5 separate regions of the Mus musculus genome follow, and all the other regions are linked to region 5. Evidence: chromatin contacts called from public HiChIP or PLAC-seq and promoter capture Hi-C data. All regions are on one chromosome and are shown on one strand. The core of a region is the stretch at or near the end of the contact, and the rest is flanking DNA. Distances in the headings are between cores, read along the strand shown.

Region 1 (2,953 bases), core at 24-2,523, 720 kb before region 5:
AGTCGGGCAGCTCAGCTGTCTCCTGTGTGAGGATTGCAACAATCCTCTTGAAGGTCTAGGAACTGCCGCCACTTCTCATCAGAACAATTGTAAAGCTCAACCCTCTAAGTACAGCCCTAAAACTGTGCAATGACTCCTTGGCTCCAAAGACTGACATTCACGCCCATTCCTTTCCCAACCAATCAAAGACGCAAAACTCAACGACCACTCTCCCACCGAATTCACATTATATTTACTAGGCAACTTCCCTGAGCCTCCATAAGCTACGTCCCAATCCAAACAAATTCCTTCTGCAAGAGGGAAGAAAAAAAAAAATCTCTCTAAAGACCAAAGCCTGCAAACTTTATGTTGAATGCAGATCCATCTATCTACCCGTTTAACACAATCAGCTGTGGAGAAACCGAGACTCGCCTCGCCCTTGCTCCCTGTCTTAGAAAATACTGGGATCTGAATGGTCTCTCCAACAGCTTCCCCCAGTAAGCTAGGTCATCAGTTTGCTCTCCGACGCTCCATGGACAAGTGACAAAGACCAAGCGAACTGGAGGCGCCGAGGCTCCCCCTGGCATTCACAGAAGCGCCCACACGGGTTGCCTGCTTTCACAATGCGACTCCATCGTCCCAAGTGGAGACTTAGGAGAGGCGTCCCCTTCGCAGGCGTTCTGGAAAAGGCCAGGCTCACCCGTCCGGGTGAACAAGTGACAGGTTGGAATTAACCCTTCAGCCTCTACGGCCCGAAAGGCAGCAAGTGTGGCAGACTCGGATTAACCCTTTCCAGGCCGTGTTAAAGGCACAGCCCCCACCACCACCACCAAAACGCAACGTGGAATTGACCCTCCTGCTGCCGACCCTCCGGCTACAACTCCGAGGCCCACACACGCAGGATCGCCCGGCCCGGCCTTCGGGGAGGTGACAGGCGCGAGACGCCGGCCAGGCCGCCCGCAGAGGGCTGCTCACCGCGATGACATTGACGAAGGTGGTCTTGCCGGAGTACTGCAGCCCCACGAGCGTCAGTTCCATCTCCTCCTTCCAGAAGAGCGAACGGAACCAGTCCAGCAGGCGGGAGATGAGCGCCAGCATGGCGGCGGCCGGCTGCGAGCGTGGACGGGCGCGGACGACAGCGGACACTCTTTCCCACGAGCGGGTATCGGCCCCGAACCCGCCAACGGCTCTTCGGCGGGGCCCCTGGCGCGACGCGGGCAGACAGAGGCTGGCGGCAGCGACGGCCGGAGCCAGGAAGCCCAGCGGGTCATATGACTCGCCCTACCCCCCCCACGCCTGGCCCAGCGCAGGCGCGGAAGCGCACGGAAAGAGCGGCGCGGTCCCGTAGACTCCCAGCGCCCTCCGGCGACATCGCCACCTGATGGTGAATCCCACGACACACCCTTCCCTCGCCTTGGTGCCAATTCACTTGTCACATGCCTTTCCTCTTTTCTTTTCTTTCTTTCTTTTTTTTTTTCCCCCCAAATTATGGGTCTCCCAGCAAACGCATGTCAACAATTTCAGTACTTGAGAGGTGGAGGCAGGAGGATCAAGAGTTCAATAAACACAGAAGGTGGGGTTACAGAAATGACTCGGTGGTTAAAAGTGCTTGAGGCTCTTTCAGAAGACCCAAGTTCAGGACCCAGCACCCACACCTGGCAGCCCTCATCAGCCTGTAACTTCAACTCTGGGGGATCCAGATCTAGGGCTTTCTGACCTTGTACATTCTGCAAACATATGCGCATACTCCCACAACGAAACACATAAATAATAATAATCTTTAAAAAAAAACAAAGAGTTGGTCCTCGTTCACTTTTTGATTGAATTTTCCTATAATTGTTCATTGGCAATGTACCCTGAAGGAAAAAGTTAATACTCGGAGGAATTGAACACGGAATAAAAAAAAAAAAAAATCAGAATCTGGGATGGGGATGTAACCCAGTGGTAGAATGCTTGCCTGGCCTGTATGGAGCACTCTGGGTCTAACTAGGGCTCAAGGGAGGATGGGGCAGAGGCAGTGATCCGAATGTAAAGTGAATAAATAAATGAATTAATTAATAGGGAAAATTTCTTTCCCAGCATGTGAAAGACACAGGGTTTGTTTCTAACACAGCAAAACATTAGTGACAGCAAAATCCCTGCCCTCCTGCGGGTTACAGTCCAGTGTGGAGAACAGAACATATACAGCAAACAAACGAGAAAATGCCACGTGGTACTTAACACTATAAAGAAGAGGAACAGAGAAGAAGCTGGAGCCGGCCTGCTTGTCTTTAAGTCAGGTGGTCCTGAGTGGAAAGGCTTGAGGGAAGTGAGAAGGAGAAGCAGGCTGACGTTTGGTAGAAGCACATTCCAGGAAAAGACCCTGAATGGGGAAGGACAGTGAAGTGGTTTGGACTTTGAAGGATGGTGTGCCTGGGGCGAGGGGGAAATGATGGAATTATATTTTAACTGAAAATATATTTTTAAAAAGGAACTCCAGCTGGCTGCCCCAACTTCCCCAGTTGATTTCTGCTTCATATTTGTAAATCTCTAACTTAATGGATGCTTTCTTTGTTAGCTCTCTCCATCAGCTACTCTAGTCATCTCTGCTGGATGTTGTGACCTTGCAGTTTGATGGAGTGGGGCTACCAGTCTACTACTTGCTATTTATCCTTTTACTTTCACTTGCTGTACACTTAAGAAGTTCATTTAAAACCAAAAGTGTAGCTATTGTAGGTTATTCTCTGGACAGTACCCAACACTGGCAAAGATCGGTGGAAGCCTGGAGTAGGGAGAGGTGGAAGAGAATTCAGGGACCAGAGGGAGTGGGATATGGTGGCACGAGTTTGGACTTGATTATACAAGATGGGAAGACAGAAGGTAGCCTGAAGACTTAATTGTTTTTACTGTGTGTGTGACTTGCCTGCACATGTGTCTTCGCACCACATGCATGTGGTACCTGAGAAAAGCAGAAGAGGATATTGGGTCCCCTGGA
Region 2 (2,883 bases), core at 349-2,848, 810 kb before region 5:
ACAGCTCCCATCCTTGCTCCTGTAAGCTTAAGGCTGGAAATTCCCCTTTATCACAAAGGATGGGTTCCAAACCCCCCAGGAGTGCCTTAAATCGTAGACGGTACTACTGATCCCCATATATGCTCTTATCTTCCTATTGATACCTATGATAGTTTATCTTCTAAATTAGGAAAAGTTAGAAGAAATTAGCAGTGATAGTAAAAACAAGACAATCACAACAACGTTCTATAATAAACATAAAACTTACTACTTGCTTATTTTTAGAATTTTCCATTTAGTATTTTTGGTCTTCAATTGACCATAGGAAATTGAAAACTGGGATATGGAAACTGCAGACAACAGGGACATAACAAATAGATCTCAAGGTATGTCACACCTGGTACAGAGGAAGGGACCCCGACCCTCACATTGGGAAAGCTGCATCTTTATTGGGACTCACCGAGCCAGCTCTTTACTGCACAGGGGGGCCAGGGTCTGATCTCCAAGAGTTTCACGTGTAGTATGTTTGGAGTGTGGCCCTTAAATATGCACAGCTGACCAGTTCCCAAGTGGTGTGGCTGCTATTTCAGAAGCCACATTTGTAAGAAACAAGTTCTCCTGGGGAGACTGCCTCTTTCTACAGTTTTTCCCATGCTAATGCAACAGCTACTGAACAGCAGAGTCCATAGGGATGGAAAGCAGGTAGCCACTTTTGCAATCCTTGTTAAATCAGTCCCCGAAGGATTTGAGGGCCAGACAGGGCAATAGTCTCCCAGCAAACTCTCAGTGCTGTGATCCACTGAGGGATCTTGGACCACCTGAGAAAGGAGTGCTGTTCAGGGGGCCAGTGGGCAATAAGAAAACCAATAACAACAAAGTTTTCATGGCCTCAAGAAAAGGCTTCTAAATATAACTGTAGGTTTTTAGGCTTCTACTTTTAAATGCTATCCAACTGTGGAAAAAGGTCATTTTCTCCCATGGCCTTAAAGACATCCTGTGTTTCAGACTCCTCTGAAAGGTGGAGTCTGATTTCCTGCTGTCGGAAATGGTTTAGCAGCCACTCCCAGGGATTCATATTCAAGTCTGAGGACCACTGTCCAGTAGCAAAGCCATAAAGAGATCACAAAGGAGAACTCTGATGTAGTCTCAGAACTACGAGCTGTAGCTGAAAAGAGAGTAGATGGGAGGAGGAGGAGGAGGAGGGGGAGGGGGGAGGAGGAGGAGAGGGAGGAGGAGGAGGGGGAGGAGGGGAAGGGGGAGGGGAGGGGGAGGGGAGGGGGAGGATGAGGAGGGGAAGGGGGAGGGGAGGGGGAGGGGAGGGGGAGGGGGGAGGAGGATTTGCTAAGCATATCCATCTTTTGTCGTCCAAGCCTCTGAACATCACTGACTGAACCACCTCCCAAAACCTATGTGACAGGCTGAAAATCAGGAGACCTGGGAAGAATACTAATTTGGAGAAGAGTCTGGCTTCAGTCCCACAACTGTTGATGACGGCTCCTGTCTTCTGCTTATATAGCTCATGGAAACTGAAAACAGACAGGAAGCAGTAGGAGGGTCTAGGAAGTAGAGAAGCCGCTGGTGGTGATAGGTGACAAGAAAGAGAGGCTCAGAAAGCCCCGAGGGGAACCTCCCAATCTGGCATTGTTCTTGATTGCGTGTGGAGACAGGGGCAGCCTTCTAAGCTTTGTCTCATATCCTTGTCCAGCTGAAAACAATGTCACAAACGAAAAGGAAACCACCCACCTGAACACCGAGAAAACCCTGGTGTGCTTTCCAGAGAACGAGTCTCCGTTTCTCCTTTCCCATTCTTATTGCTGGTGCTGAACTATTGCCATCTAACTAAGCAGTGTGTGGCCCTTCCCTACACCTCAGGATTACTCTCTGGAAAATGAAAATGCTGAGCACAGGATACTGTATTAGCCAGGTCACACACATTTAAGACCTGCGACTCGACAACTAAGACCCCCACACAGATGTGATGTTCTCATTACGACCACCACCCCTCATTGCAGTCAGCACACACACCAGGACTTTAACACAAGCTTCCAAAGGACCATGAGATCATATTTTATACTATGTTTTTTTTCTTGTTTTTTTTTTTCTGAGACAGGGTCTGTGCTATATTTAAAAATACTAGATTGGTTTTGTTTTTTGTTTGTTTGGGGTTTGGGAACAGTTATTTTTTTTTCACCTCCTGGGCTGTTCTAACTCTATTTTCCGCAGGCACCACTAGAAAAAGCAAAGCAATAGTGGTCTCTTGTGGAAATGAACAGTATTTGCAACTATATTTATAACCTAACACTGAAACACAGGATGTCTTTAAGGCCATGGGAGAAAATGACCCTTTTCCACAGTTGGATAGCATTTAAAAGTAGAGGCCTAAAAACCTACAGTTATATTTAGAAGCCTTTTCTTGAGGCCATGAAAACTATGTTGTTATTGGTTTTCTTATTGCCCACTGGCCCCCTGAACAGCACTTCTCTAATTCCCAGGAACAGTCTGAGGCAAGTTCAAGAGACTCTGAGATTCCGTGATCCAGCAAGTCCCGATGGCACTGTAGAAGCAAATAGCTACATTTTCATTAAAAGCTCTTTTCATGAGGGAGCTACAAAAATTAAACCCTTTCTACCCAGAGACCCACTCAGAAGTGTTCTAGTAACCTATTGGCAACTGTTCTTCTTTGTTTGTGGCCCCGGAAGGCAAAGAGTAAGGGTACACTAGAACCAACAGGGTTGGACGAATCACAAATACCTGGTGAGTTTCTCCAAGGGATGATGTGCATGTGCCCTGCCCCATAACCTGATGGATGTTGTGGGCATTGTTTGCACTGCACCAGAACAAACTAAATCTCTGACTTATATTTCACAACTTGGGAAAGCAGATATCATTAGCGTGTTAAAATGC
Region 3 (2,797 bases), core at 107-2,606, 900 kb after region 5:
ATCCTGCCCAGTTTCTTCTTCCAAGAATAACATGTGTCATCATGATGACACATGCCATTATCTAAGTGGTAACTCTCTTCAAGATCACATGTTCTCAACAAGACATTGAACAAGACATTACCTCATTAAGTTCATCAACTCAAACTGGGTTTTTTAATCTTCATTCTTTCTAACGTCACTTTATTGTGTAGATGCGAATTTATCTGAGAATCCTCATATAATTTGTTAGTGAGATAAGATACATTACAACTTGTAGATAGTATGGGAAATGTTTTTTTGAGAGGGAAGTTGAACTGATAGCCTTAGTATTTAAATCCAACTGAGCTTAGTAACTTTCACTTCTAAATGTTCTGGGCAAACAACTGAGCATATTTTTATTACAGCCTCCATGCCAAATAATTACAAATTCTGAGACATCTTTGCATCTTTATATATATCCAACCAAATATCTTGGTTAATTTGTTACTGCAATATTATATAACCCCATGAAACCAAGATCAAAGTGATTTTTTTAAATTTAATTTTGCATTGGTAAGAATCTCCCTTTCGAACTTAATCTCACACATCTACATAACTAACAGTTTAACTCGTTAACCATTCATCTTGATGAGATTAGTTGCATTATCTGGAAAAAAAGCATATATTTAATTAGTGGGTCCTCAGTATTTTCAGCTACCAGGCTTTAGGACCATAGAGATAAACTCATTCTTAGGTAACTCTCTTTTTTTCTATGTTAGTCTTCAATTTTTTGAAAATCTAGTATTTGTTGGTTTTCACTTAGTCTCCAATGACCAAATCATGCTGCCCAAATATTCTTGGATGCATGGTTTTTATAGGAATGTGTTCCATGCAGCAAGGCCTACACTCTTAGAGAAAAGCTGTCTCTTTCTTCCAGCAGCTAAACGTTTCCAATGTGTCTAATGCAAGGAGCGGGATTATGGACACAACTCTCTTCTTCATGCTGGGATTTGATCTGTCTTTGACTTTCATGGAGCTTTAAAACAAATAAAACACAAATGATACAAAGTTGAGTAGATATAAAGGGAGATATTTCTGCAAAGGGTTGTAGGGAAGGAAGGTGAATATGATTTTTTAAAAGTTTTATAGGAAAAGAAAAATCACCTTCAAAGGAAAATGTCTTGCTCTGCATGTGAGAGGGACTTATACTGTGCACACTGTAAGATTTTGGATTGTTGTGCATGTTGACCATTTGATTTTATTTTCTTCTACTGCAATGGCTCTACATTTGTTCTTTGTATGTTCAAAGATTCCTTGGAAGCCAGTTAGATGTGTCTGTCAAGACAAAGGCAGCCAGATGAGTTCCAAAAGCAGTCCTTAAGAGCTAGAAGTTTTCCCTCTTCATAACTGAATGTAGATGTTATAGAACTCTGGACGTTTTTAGTCTCCCACATCAAATCAGCACCCAAGAAGGTGCAAACGAAGCTTCTAAATCTGCTGTGAATATTTGACAATTCCTATGATTATTTTTAGCAACTCTTCCCTTAGAAGGGATTTTCTTGCTTCAAATTCTTATCATCACTGGATTTTACACATTTTATAAAGTTCATTAATAGTTTACATTTGTGTTGAAGATCCTTGGCATTTATGGATTTGGCATAAGCAGTTTTGACTGTTTGCTGATGAACCTGATAGTTCATGACATGCTTTGATTTCAGATCTTGCTCAGACACATATTGCAATGGAGCACACAGACAAGCTGATGTGTGGGAGCAAGTCAATGTAGCTAATGGGTAATTCTAACTCGCTGCCTGACACCCACATCTCAATATGCTTATATTATTCTCTTCTCACTGGTTTATGATAATTCATCTGTAGCAAGTAAAACCTTTGCAGCCTTGTGAAATATGCCCTTAACTCAAACACACACACACAGACACATACACAGACACACACAGACACACACAGACACACACACACACACACACACACACACACACACACACACACTCTTCAACAAGATTGAAGAGGATAACAGACACTGTGATAATATGTACAAAGGAAAACAAAAATGAAATGTAATCCCAGAGGAATTCAGAAGGATTTTAAAAGGATTAAAAAATTTTTAGAGATGAATTCAGGGGTGGAAGATAGATTTCAACTCTCAGACTACTTCTGACTGACTTGTGAGGTTGGATACACAGCATATTATACATTATAGTATTTGTATGATTTTCCTCTTGCTTTGCTGTTTTCTGCTGCCACCATACAGAAATAAGTTAGAAAAACAATTTTGATAATATTGTCAGTTGATTATCCAATATCCATGTCTTTCACTCCAGTGTCCATATGGAACCATAATATTTTCCCTTATCCTCATGTCTGGATACCCAAAGTTGGTGGCATTTACATGAATCCTGAATATTTAGGTATGCTCAATATTTTGACATGGCAATATGACATCATCATTTACAAAATCCATTCACAAGACCCTCTCCATTGAGTTACAGGAGCAAGAGAATAAGGCAGCCACTCCACAGCTCGCGCTCGCTCTCTCTCTCTCTCTCTCTCTCTCTCTCTCTCTCTCTCTCTCTCTCTCTCTCTCTCTGTGTGTGTGTGTGTGTGTGTGTGTGTGTGTGTGTGTGTGTGTGTGTGTGTGTGCAGTAGTAGTAGTAGTAGAAGACATTAGATCCTTTTGAGCTAAAGGTGCACATCTTTGTGAGCTACCCAACATGGGACCCAGAAAGCTTACCTAGAATCTTTAGAAGCACAGCAAACACGTATCTTCTGAGATAGCTCTCTAGTCCCAACCTTGTGCTTTAGTAAACTATTATTTTGT
Region 4 (2,700 bases), core at 9-2,508, 820 kb after region 5:
GCATGGGGAAGTAGTCATCTATTCTATATACAGACCTTCCAAGTATGGATGTTTTAAAGCCTTCTGTTCTGTTACATATAACCCCTCATCCATTACTTTGTAAGCCCAATAAACTCCACTGTATTATGGTGGACCTGTACCTTGGTTTGCTGTTTGGACAATAGGAGAAAACGATAATAGTTTTTGTTTGTTTATTTGGTATGTGTGTGTATGTGTGTGTGTGTGTGTCACAGAGTAGGAATCTTAGTAACATTGGAATCTGGTCTTTTCCTGCTTTCTCCTTGATATCTGTAGGTAGCTAGAAATGAGGACAGAAAAGTAGAGTAGAAAGAAGGTCAGATTGGAAGTCTATCAGAAGAGGCTTTCATTTACTTCTGTTATAAGCTACATAGTCTAGAGAGTCATTCTGCTTCTTCAATAGAATGAGAGAGATTATTAGGATATTTTTGTGATTTTTTTTATATCTCAATTATCTTATAGTTTCTCAAACATCTCTAATTTCTGAAATAACTATCCTAAAACCCAAGGTTCCCTGTACCACACTGTGTTCTCTAACCAGTTACCAAGGCAAGATGATAATATAAAAAAAACACTCAGGCTTCTCTCTCTTGGTTTCTTTTTATATAAAATTGTAGAGAGAGAAAAAACTTACCTTGCAGTTCTGTCAGTCTGACATGCTGCTGGCTTCACCCCAAGTTTGCCCTTTTGTGTGGATTCTGATTAGGGCTGGGATATGCATTTGCTTTACCATATAGTTATTTTTGCTTAAATCTTCTCTTCTAACCTTGTCCAACTTCTAGTGCATAGACTTCTAGTTCTTTGTCTAGACAACTTGTCTCTTGGTATAAGGTGAATAAATACCTTTCTGAATTTTCTTTAAAGCTATCTGTAAGATCAAACTAAGTAGAAAAAACACACCTTTTAAATTTTTTTCTTAGTTAACTCAACAGTAAAAATTCAACTGAATTTTTTAAAAATAATAACCTTTTACTTACATGCTTAACACTGTAATTTGTTTTGCTGTATTCTGTTTCCTTGAGCACATAGACCCATATAGCATAAACACATACATACACACACTTATCATCACAGAGACACACATACAAACATACACACTATGACCTACTAAACTAATTTCATAGCTGTCTAATGGGGCTTGACCTACTGATTTAGGAAATTGTCATGGCCAATTTACTACTTAGGCAGAATGCTCTAGAGACCCCATAACCATCTTGGTACACTTTTCGGCAGCAAAGTAAATAATATCTGCAAAGTAATGGATGACAGATGGAGCACATCTCAGGGAGCTGCATCCCAACTCCCTTATACATAAGTGAGGTAGCCATTGCTAGAGAACCTATCCAGGGCATTATCATCAGATATCTTCATGACTTCTCTTATTAAATGTGTTTCATATCCTACAGACACGGAATAACTTTGCCATTCTGTTTCCTGGAAATCTGGGAATACCTGAAGCTTTCTTTTAGACATCCCATAGATCTAGCACCTTCAACATTCTGGCACCTCCATTAGAGCTTGGCTTGACCTTTGTAGCTCCACACAATAGCCTCTGAAGATTTCCTTGCAAGAAACCACCTCTGCCACACAAGCTTGGGATTCAAGCCTCCATCCTTTCCTCCTTATTGCATTTTGCATGTCTGCAGAGCCAGTGTGTTGTGACAACTGCTGCTAGATTTTGTTGTCAGCTCAAGATGTAGGCTAGCCATTTGCTATCACAGCTATATTGGACTCTGTGCCCTTGGGCAGTTGAACCTGAACGAACAGTTCTCTATCCCTTGATTTCAGTCAAAGAACCCCATTTGAGATATCAATTCAAATGCATTTTCATTTGAACAGTTAGGACTTTGAGGGAGCAGCATGGAGCCTCGGGCTATCTGACTGGTTGCAGTGCAGAGTGCTAGGTTTCTACTTAGTTGTATTTATCTCCTTAGCAGTTATAGATGCTTTGTCTATACCTAGTTTTGTCTGCAACTTTGAATTCACTCAAGCTCATTCCCTTAGCATTCTGTGTTTTTGCTCCAGTTCTCTCTCTTTCTCTCTCTCTCTTTCTCCCTCTCCCCCTCCCCCTCCCCCCTCCCTCCCTCCCTCCCTCCCATCTATAGGCCTAGAGAAGACCAGTGAACCGACACATACTAAATGTTAGCTTTCTTGAAATTTCCTCTGAAAAACAACTCTTTCCATTACTTTCAAATTTACCCTTACTAAAACTGTCCAGATTTAAGCAACGATATAGACAGATTCTTTGCTGGAATGTAACATAGCGAACCCCTACCCTAGTCCTTTTTTTTTTTTTTTTTTTTTTCATTTTTCTACATTGTTCTTTTTTGTTTTTTGTTTTTTGTTTTTTGTTTTTTTTTTTTGTTTTCCATTTTTTATTAGGTATTTAACTCATTTACATTTCCAATGCTATACCAAAAGTCCCCCATATCCACCCACCCCCACTCCCCTGCCCACCCACTCCCCCTTTTTGGCCCTGGTATTCCCCTGTACTGGGGCATATAAAGTTTGCAAGTCCAATGGGCCTCTCTTTCCAGTGATGGCCGACTAGGCCATCTTTTGATATATATGCAGCTAGAGTCAAGAGCTCCGGGGTACTGGTTAGCTCATAATGTTGTTCCACCTATAGGGTTGCAGATCCCTTTAGCTCCTTGGCTACTTTCTCTAGCTCCTCCATTGGGA
Region 5 (2,735 bases), core at 74-2,573:
TTTCCCCCTCGAGAGAGAAAGAACATGAAATTGGGTAGATTGCGAGGTGGGCAAGGATCTGTGAGGATTTGGGGGAGGGAAAAAGGATGACAAACATATTGTATGGGATTCTCAAAGAGTAAATAATAGTAAGACGTCAAGAAGACTGCAGTTCCAGTAAACAACCTTGATGAAACTCATTGGCTCTCTGTCTCCTACACACACACACACACACACACACACACACACACACTCACCACAGCGAGATGAAAGATAAAAGGGGCACTAGCCAGGAAGGTGAAGGATTACTGGGAGAGGGTGAGGGACCAGAGAGGGTGGTGGTGCATATCATCAAAACACCTTCTGTGCATATGTGGAAAAATGTCATCACAAAACTCATTATTATGTATAATCAACATTTGCTAATGAACATTTTAAAAATGCCATAGTTAAACTAGATACCCCGTGTGCTAATAAAAAAAAAATAAAAATATCGGGGGTGGGGTGGGGTGTGTGTGTGTGTGTGGGGGGGAAGAAGCCTGTTGTTACAGCCAATTTGACAATTACTACCACGTGGGGGAGCTATGTGTCTCTCTTTCTTGGCTTCTAGGAAAGAGCTCTAGCGCCCCCGGGGGCAGTGAGTAGCCCTGGAATTCTGCTCTGCAGCGAAGTGTGAAACAATCCCCTTCCTACTCACCCCCCCCCCCCCCAGCTTCCTACTCCCCCCAGCTCTTTAGACCTGGCTCTACATGGGCATTGGCCTCAACTACTCAAGATATAAGCAGCTCTCTGGTTCCTTCCATGGAGGCTGTCCGCAGGCCTCTATCTCCGCCCCAACATGGAAGGGTGCAGGCTCCCCTTGGTGAGAATTAAGAGGAGTCTTGTAGTCAGCCCCTGTGGGGCTACAGGACATCCCTCCAACCCAGTCTAGAACAGCGCTGGCCCCGCCTGGGGAGAGAAGGGAAATAGACAGGCCCTTTAGCACCGCCCCTAAGATCGGTGAGCTGCTTTCTAGCTCCGCCCCCATATAAAGGGCACTGGCCCCGCCCCCGGGGGAAAGGGACAGCCCTCTAGCGCCGCCCTCTGGCTCCGCCCCCAAAGAAAAGGGCACCACCCCCAGCCCTTTCAGCCACTTAGCCCTGCCTCTACCTGGAAAGGTTTAGGCCTGGGCTCCGCCCCCAAAGGCCACAAGCTCACAGGCAAGTTCTCCAGGCCGCACGCTACATCTTGTTGTTCTGTCGGGGCTACAGATTCCTCCTCAGATGCTGCTATCTCGAGAGAAAGCTTCTCCACACCTTCCGCAGACATTTATGGTCTCGCTTCGACTACTCGCCTGACCATTTTGGGCCTCCGGGAGGATGCTGGGAGTTGTGGATTCTGCGGCCCTACTTCCTCATGGGAGTTGTAGTTTTCCGTCCCAACAGGCTGCAGGTGAGGGAGATACCTCCCTCAGCGTCGTTGGGGTGCTTTTCCTCTGGATCCCACTGTTTTAAACTAGATACATAGCTGATAATTTCAGAACCACAAAAGGTACAAAATTTGGAGAACTTGAAATGTTTTCGTTTTTTTCTGGGGAACCTTGTGAAGCCTGGTTGTTTGTTCAGCCTTTGAGGGTTTAGTAGGTGTTTGGAAATGTATCGTCTAAGCTGAGGGAGAAAATACAGTCCAGAGAATATAAAGATCTAGAACCCGCGGAGAAGTTGGGTGACTGGCACAGAATTTGTTTTTGATAAGGTCCTCTCCTTGTAAGCTCACCTTGTCCCATTATACAAAACAACAAAAACCTGTTTTGAGTAGAGTCACTCACTGATCACGCCAGAGTTTCTGTATCTGGTGGAAAATGTTAACATTGCCAAATCTCCCCATTTTGCTTGTCTTGCTTCTTTTTCTTATTCTCCCTCTATCCCCTCCTCCTCCTTCTTCTCCTCCTCCCCCTCCTTCTCCTCTTCCTCCTCCTCCTCTTCTTCTAATTTTCTATCTTCACTGCTTTCTGTGATAATAGGGTCCCACAGGGCATCCACTCTTGTTGACCAAAAGTTTGGAGGCTAAAGGGGGACACTGAAATAGATTGTCCTTATAAGAGATTCATTAGAAGATACATTGATGACACAGGCAAACAGACAGACAGGCAGACAAAGGGCCTTCACGGCAGAGCAGGCATTTCTTCTTAGAGGTTTCAGAGGAAGAAGGGAGTAGTTGATGAGTAGCTTGCAGGTAGGCTGTTCCTGAGTTATCTATGAAAGTCACCAAATTACTCTAGCTTCTGGAATTGTTACAGATCCATACAAACGGGGCAGCTTTACAAAATGCAGGATCTTAGGTTTTTCATCTTTGTGTTTTAGAGAAAAAAATTACAAATGTATGTGTGCATAAATAAATATATTCTATATACTTAGGTGTGTGTGTGTGTGTGTGTGTGTGTGTGTGTGTGTGTGTGTGTGTATTTAGCTAGATTTGTTTCAAGACAGGTTATTAGTATGAAACCCAGTGTGGTTTTGAACTCTCCATCCTCTTGATTATTAGGACTACTTGCATGAACCACTGCATCTAAATGTCTTAATTGGCTTTATTTTCAATTCTAGAAAAAGGACAACATTTCACCCTGTAAGGTAGAATAAGCATTCTGATTTTCTGAGCGTAGCATTGGTTGTATAGGAAGAGAAGAGATGGAAAAGCAGAAGCAATAAACAAAAGAAGAATGGTCCTTTCATAGTTACTCTATCCCTGTAAGGCATGGGCAGGAATACAGAACAGTA

The links. Promoter capture Hi-C pulls out the DNA fragments that hold promoters and counts their contacts. HiChIP or PLAC-seq counts read pairs in DNA pulled down with a chosen protein or histone mark. Capture Hi-C pulls out chosen DNA fragments and counts their contacts.
Region 1: a promoter capture Hi-C map of liver shows a contact between it and region 5, with 6 times the contacts expected there. The contact joins the promoter of Arl8b here to the promoter of Setmar in region 5. A contact is called at or near these places in 7 of 39 promoter capture datasets (the C10 cell line, embryonic stem cells, liver and 2 more), 4 of 484 Hi-C or Micro-C datasets (B cells, bone marrow-derived macrophages, regulatory T cells and 1 more), 12 of 115 datasets of contacts at active chromatin or transcription factors (the 230-238 cell line, bone marrow-derived macrophages, cardiomyocytes and 7 more) and 4 of 9 other capture datasets (adipose tissue, embryonic stem cells, liver and 1 more).
Region 2: an H3K27ac HiChIP or PLAC-seq map of thymic regulatory T cells shows a contact between it and region 5, with 6 times the contacts expected there. The contact joins the enhancer-like site here to the promoter of Setmar in region 5. A contact is called at or near these places in 6 of 39 promoter capture datasets (the C10 cell line, embryonic stem cells, liver and 2 more), 4 of 115 datasets of contacts at active chromatin or transcription factors (bone marrow-derived macrophages, embryonic stem cells and thymic regulatory T cells) and 1 of 9 other capture datasets (adipose tissue).
Region 3: a promoter capture Hi-C map of hippocampal neurons shows a contact between it and region 5, with 7 times the contacts expected there. The contact joins the enhancer-like site here to the promoter of Setmar in region 5. A contact is called at or near these places in 5 of 39 promoter capture datasets (cranial neural crest, embryonic stem cells, hippocampal neurons and 2 more) and 4 of 115 datasets of contacts at active chromatin or transcription factors (astrocytes, embryonic hindbrain and embryonic stem cells).
Region 4: a promoter capture Hi-C map of second pharyngeal arch cranial neural crest shows a contact between it and region 5, with 3 times the contacts expected there. The contact joins the enhancer-like site here to the promoter of Setmar in region 5. A contact is called at or near these places in 6 of 39 promoter capture datasets (cranial neural crest, hippocampal neurons, second pharyngeal arch cranial neural crest and 2 more) and 3 of 115 datasets of contacts at active chromatin or transcription factors (embryonic stem cells and stem cell-derived neural progenitor cells).

What each region holds. Positions count from the first base shown.
Region 1 is chr6:108,781,379-108,784,331 of GRCm38.p6, reverse strand. It overlaps Arl8b (ADP-ribosylation factor-like 8B), which reads right to left and starts at 1,273. Exons shown (of 7, transcript NM_026011.3): 1 at 955-1,273. The coding sequence starts at 1,077.
Region 2 is chr6:108,874,871-108,877,753 of GRCm38.p6, reverse strand. No RefSeq gene overlaps it. Among named protein-coding and RNA genes, the nearest start is that of Gm6749, 4.5 kb to the left of the region's middle. Within about 2 kb of position 1,598, at least 93 of the 459 cell types and tissues checked have an H3K27ac peak or open chromatin away from gene starts, as enhancers often do. A contact at or near this core is called in adipose tissue and thymic regulatory T cells, where this site is marked.
Region 3 is chr6:107,166,875-107,169,671 of GRCm38.p6, reverse strand. No RefSeq gene overlaps it. Among named protein-coding and RNA genes, the nearest start is that of Gm34933, 26 kb to the left of the region's middle. Within about 2 kb of position 1,356, at least 8 of the 459 cell types and tissues checked have an H3K27ac peak or open chromatin away from gene starts, as enhancers often do. A contact at or near this core is called in hippocampal neurons, where this site is marked.
Region 4 is chr6:107,239,204-107,241,903 of GRCm38.p6, reverse strand. No RefSeq gene overlaps it. Among named protein-coding and RNA genes, the nearest start is that of Gm34933, 46 kb to the right of the region's middle. Within about 2 kb of position 1,258, at least 1 of the 459 cell types and tissues checked has an H3K27ac peak or open chromatin away from gene starts, as enhancers often do. A contact at or near this core is called in second pharyngeal arch cranial neural crest, where this site is marked.
Region 5 is chr6:108,063,633-108,066,367 of GRCm38.p6, reverse strand. Setmar (SET domain without mariner transposase fusion) reads right to left here and starts at 1,323. Exons shown (of 2, transcript NM_178391.4): 1 at 1,129-1,323. The coding sequence starts at 1,287.